2 separate regions of the Ovis aries genome follow, and region 1 is linked to region 2. The links are chromatin contacts, called in public Hi-C maps. All regions are on one chromosome and are shown on one strand. The core of a region is the stretch at or near the end of the contact, and the rest is flanking DNA. Distances in the headings are between cores, read along the strand shown.

Evidence for each region. A called contact is a pair of places that touch in the nucleus more often than the background predicts.
Region 1: a Hi-C map of liver shows a contact between it and region 2, with 7 times the contacts expected there. The contact joins two enhancer-like sites. A contact is called at or near these places in 3 of 16 Hi-C or Micro-C datasets (liver and tail adipose tissue).

Annotation. Positions count from the first base shown.
Region 1 is chr3:85,823,851-85,826,660 of ARS-UI_Ramb_v3.0, forward strand. It overlaps ATL2 (atlastin GTPase 2), which reads left to right. Exons shown (of 13, transcript XM_027966920.2): 5 at 1,978-2,028; 6 at 2,327-2,383. Among named protein-coding and RNA genes, the nearest start is that of ATL2, 56 kb to the left of the region's middle. Within about 2 kb of position 1,366, at least 1 of the 54 cell types and tissues checked has an H3K27ac peak or open chromatin away from gene starts, as enhancers often do. A contact at or near this core is called in liver, where this site is marked.
Region 2 is chr3:85,450,486-85,453,239 of ARS-UI_Ramb_v3.0, forward strand. All of the region lies in intron 4 of GALM (galactose mutarotase), which reads right to left. Among named protein-coding and RNA genes, the nearest start is that of SRSF7, 27 kb to the left of the region's middle. Within about 2 kb of position 1,421, at least 8 of the 54 cell types and tissues checked have an H3K27ac peak or open chromatin away from gene starts, as enhancers often do. A contact at or near this core is called in liver, where this site is marked.

The DNA.
Region 1 (2,810 bases), core at 116-2,615, 370 kb after region 2:
AAAGATCTGATTCAGAAGGACTGGACCTAGTGTATCTTCTCTCCAGTTTCTCTCTTGCGAGTGCTTGAGTGAGTGATAGTCACTCGGTTGTGTCTGACTCTTTGTGACCCCATGGACTGTAGCCTGCCCTGGTCCTCTGTCCATGGAATTCTCCAGGCAAGAATGCTGGAGAGGGTTGCCATTTCCTTCTCCAAATGCCTTTCATGCCCCTCTCACAAAAAGGAGCAATCCCTAATGGTGGGATTTTGGGGCACTGGGGTGCTGCCTGCATCCACTCAGAAGCCTGCATGGTGGGTAGGCAGTCAAGTCTGACTGTTCATTCTCCTCCCTAAGCACAGCTCCAGTCCCAAGACACATCCCTTTAATTCCCATTGGCCACTGGCACTTTACAGAATTTTTGCAAAGTCTCTAAAATTCTGCATGGATGAGGTACTTGCAGCTCCATTCTAGGGTATAATGGTTTCAGAAGGTACCCTGAATGATGCTCCATAGATATTAGGTCTCAAACCCAGTTCTTCTTACCTTTCCCCTGCCCCAACCCAAACCATTCCACTTCCAGAATGCCAGGTCACATTGGTCCATCTCCCAATGGACTGCTGAATGCTTCTTCCTCAGACTTGGGGACTGAGGAGAGAAAAGGGGTCAAGAGCCATGAGTTCTCCATGTTTCTCAGCAAACAGGATTCTGGACCCAAACTGGACCCAAAGGGTCTCAGTTTTACTCATGGACAATACAAAGTTAGGGTCAGATGCTCCTCAATGCTCCTCCTGGTTCTAAAATTCTGTTTTTGATAACTGCATTTTTCACATTCCTTCAAAAATATGTGCAGAAACATTAGTAATTTTCAAATAAAGAAGCTATAAAATGTACAATATAATTCTTTTGAAAAGCTACTTTTCAAATATAATCAGTATTTAAATTAGCAATTTTTTAGCTTTTTTTTTTTCATATAATGGCAGTTCTTTCAAACAGGCAAAAAAAATCCAACCAAAGGCACTTAAGAAATTACTTAAGAAATTATAAGACCTTCTCTGGTGGCTCATATGGTAAAGAGTCTGCCTGCAGTGCAGGAGACCGGATTCAATCCCTGGGTTAGGAAGATCCCGTGGAGAGGACAACTGGAGTGGCAACCCACTCCAGTATTCTTGCCTGGAGAATCCCATGGACAGAGGAGCCTGGCGGGCTATAGTTGATAGGATCACACAGAATCGGACATGACTGAAGTGGCTTACCATACAAGAAATTATATGTCATTGTATTCAGTTTGAAAACTTAGCCGATTTGATATTTATTCTTACTTAATTTACCATCATCAGCTCTGGCCTGTGTGGCTTGCAAAGCCTCCTAAAAATTTGTGAAAAGGGCAAGAGTGCCACCTACTGTTGTGTATGTTGTGTTTTTTGTTTTTTGTTTTTTTAAACAGCTACTACAGTCTGGTAAAATATTCCTGTTATTTAGACTGAGTTTGCTTAAGTAAAAAGATAATCATATTAGAGTCAATGGTAGTTGAGGCACCCATGAGTAACTATAAACTATATATTGTGAATGCTCCAAGGAGGAATTTGATCTTTGTAGAACTATGCCCTTCACATTCATTCACTTAGAAAAATAGTTCAGGAAATCCTATACTTAAGAAAAAAAGACAAATCATGGCGTAACATTAAAGAAACTTACTACATAAGTGTAAGTATGTAAACGTACAATATAAGTATACTGCATATACTTAAAAAAAAAGTCTGCTGCTTTCTTGGCCCCATATGCATGTATTCCTGATTTTTACATAGTTTACCACCACTGCTCCCCACTTAGTGTTTTACAGTTAGGAAAGAAGAAATCCTTTTCATCACTAGTTAAGATAATGATCGAGTCATTCATATGTGTTCAGGTATAAAATAGCCTTCATTTCCAGAAGCAAAGTTATACACAGCTGGGTATTCAAAGTAAAGCACTAATGAAAACCAAATTCTGTTTTAACAGGTATATAATTTGTCTCAAAATATTCAGGAAGATGATCTTCAACACTTGCAAGTATGTATGTCTCAAAGAGTGTATGCCAAAGTATTGAAAATTTAATTCCTACATTATTGTTACTTTACACCAGTAATCTATAATATTGTATGAAGATTGACTGTTACATGATTTTAAACAGATACATGACTTCTTAACTAAAAGAAATTTTAATGTATACTTGGTCTTAAAAATTAAATGCTTGGCTTTCAAATGATTTTAAAGGCCCTGACATCTAGTGGTCTGATATAGAACAGCTTTACAGATGTCTTCTTTCAACGTCTTTGGGGGCATTATTTTAAATAATTTGATTTAATAGTTATTTACAGAATACGGCAGACTTGCAATGGAAGAAATCTACCAGAAACCATTTCAGGTAAATTAAGTATTTTATCATTAAAATAAATTTATCTATGAAAAGCTGTTATCTTGTATTTCTGAAGATATAAGAACATTATGCCAAACTTATTTTTAGCAACAGATCCAGCGGAATTGAAACTAATTTATGGTAGAGTCATCACCAACTTAACAGTAGCAATTTACAAGAAAGGAAATAGAACAAATGATTATAGATTGATTCTTAGAATTTTTACTTAAAGAAGTTAATAACATTTCTCTTAATTAAGTGTTAATTCCCAGAGTTGAGATAGTCATGTAAACTTCTTGTATACATCATAAACTACTGCCATATTATTGGTTGTGTGTGTGTGGGGGGAGTATATTACTAGTTGAAATTAGACCTGTTATTGTTCATTTTTGATTCATAGAAAAGTTTCAGAGTTTATTATATCTCTCCTCCATGT
Region 2 (2,754 bases), core at 171-2,670:
TATTCCAAGTGATCATTTATGTTTTGCTTTCTTTCCTAACTTTAAATGGTGCTCACAATATTTAGTGCTTTCTTAAAGCCATATTTGACTCAAAATCTAACCCTTTTAAGATAGTCCTAATGTGATTGCCTGAGTCAGTCAAGATTATTTACTGTTCTTGAGTTTAAAGAAAAAAGAAAGTCATGGAATTTTCATGAAGGAAGCACCCCAGGTCACCTTTCATGTCTATTAACCTGATATTGTGCTGTCTACAAATCAGCGTTCACTTTAGCTTTTCTCTCTGTAAAACAAAGCTGCTGTTATTTGTTGCCCTCCACGTTACATGGAAATATTTGATAAATGATATCCCTGAACATTTTCAGGAAGATGGCATAAATAAATGGGCCAAATTTCAGGAAATACATACATATATATAACACAAGCAGAGCATAGAGGGGGTAAGAAATCAAGAACAGCAGAGAAGTCCTGACTCAAAAATTAGACAATGGGGATAATCCTAAAGTGAGATTTTTGCTAAATGGGAAGAAAAAGAGAAGGTTCCAATAGAATCTTTCGCAGCGTTATGCCCTGACACACTCCCTCATGTGCTTAGTGGTAAGGCATATGAAAACTTTAGTATTTGTCTCCCAGATTCGCTATGTCTTTGGACTCTGTCTTATAACTGGAATGAGCTTTCTGGCCCCCCACACCATTCTGGCAAAGTCCTCTAGGGTATTTAAGCATGCTTGCTCTCCAATGCTGTTTCCTCTGTGAGGGCGTATATCATCCACAGCTAGAAATGACCCGCTTTTTCACTTTGTTCATCCTCCTTTGAACATACTTTCCCCCAAACATTCATCACATTACGGCATAACTCTAGGATTATACCAAGCTATATATCTATAGGGAATGTGAGCCCCTAAAGAGCAGGGACTGTATGTGTCCTACTGATTTTTGTGTCTTCTGAGCATTAAGCAGAGCCTTTACTTGATTGAAAACCTGATGAATGGATCAAGTAAACAGACAAAAACACAGGGGCAACTGTGAATGTTGTAGCATCCTGTGACAAAGTCAGAATGAAAGGTTTAGAAAGAGCCTTAGGAATTACCTCATCTAGTCCCCTCGCTTTGCAGATGAGGTTGGGACCCAGACAGCTAAAGGGACTTGCCCGAGGTGACGCGTCTCCATTGTGTCAGAGTCTCCAGGCCCCCTACACAGGCACTTTTCACCTCCCCTTGGATGGACTTGGCTGCAGCACCCCCCACCCTTAACCCTAAATACTCTTGCTTTTTCTAAGAATTTGGAAAATGAATGTGCAGTTCTTTCAATTTGTGTTTATCCGCATATGTGAGTTCCTGCTCTGGTGCTAAGAGTAGAAGGAGATGTCAAAATAGCTCTCTCAGCAACGCTGAGTGTACAGAAAATGAAGCGGAAATGAAAAGGGTGCCTTCAGAGAGGATGTCACATCACCAGACTTCGGTTTTGAAGCCACCAGAAGGCTATGGTGTCAGCAGAGAGAAGCTGTTTTCTTTTTCTTTGGGCCACACTCCAAAGGCATATGGGATCTTAGTGCCCCAACCAGGGATTGAACCTGCATCCCCTGCATTTGAAGCATGAAATCTTAACCACTGGACCACCAGGAAAGTCCCCAAGAAGCTGTTTTCTGATGAGGATTTCTTACTATCCTGAATAAGGTTGGATGTGTGCTAAGGTCTGAGCAGCAATGCCTGGCAGCTGCTGGGCCCTGACCCAAAGATATGGCATTATAGCTCTGGGACAGGGGAGTGGCCTGAGGCAGTACTTCTGTTTCCCCATTTCAGGGAAAGTCTGATTGCAAGCCCAACTAAGGACCCACTTGAGGTTGCTGTCATGAATTCTGAGTGAGACAATAGCTTTATGGTGGCAGCTACAGAGAGTATGGAGGGGTAGGACTAGTCAGGGCTGGGCTTTGTTAGGAGGACACAAGTGCACAAAGAGAGGGGATGGGCATTGAGAGCATAGGAAAAAGGCTGACCCTAATAATGGACTTTTGATCTCAGTAGGGAAGGAGGTGAGGAACAGTGAAAGGGTGGTAGGATCAAGTGACTACAGGCTCTTGTAGCACTGAAGAATTATTGAAGCTGAAACAGACATCTCACATTATGATAATAGAAGGCAGCGATAAGAGGTAGTGACAAAGTCGGGGATATGACTCACAGACCATAGGAGTGAGTAGCTGCAAAGCTTGGAGGACAAGATCATTGCAAGAGGATGTCAAGAAGCTGAAAGGTCATGGTATCATCAATACGGATAATAAAATAATTAAGAATTATGACAAGAGTGTTGTTGGAGTGACAGTGAGCCAGGAATAAGGTCGAGTCTATAGAGCAGCTCAACAAAGAGAGCTCATGGGGGTGTCACTGTAGCAGCTACAGCTGCCTCATTCTTGCAAGAGAATGTGGACCTGAGCAGTGGAAACAGGACTCTCTAACATTCCAGATCTCTGTCACAAGGCCTGAAATCTTCCTCTATCTGCATTCCTGATAGAGCTATAATTGCCTGCTCTCTGGAAGTAAAGGAAAAAGTCACCCTTTATGAAACTCATCTGTCTTGATTCATACCTCTTCTCTCAAATGAGGGATTCTTATAGGAACTTGGCCTTTTCCCCATGACTGCTTGTGGCATACTGCATTTTTCAAAGATGGCCACTCCAGGACAGAGCCATCCCACAGGCTCTACTTACAATGTGATGCTGACACTCCTTCATCGAGAGGTGGAGTCTTGTTTCCTCCCTTA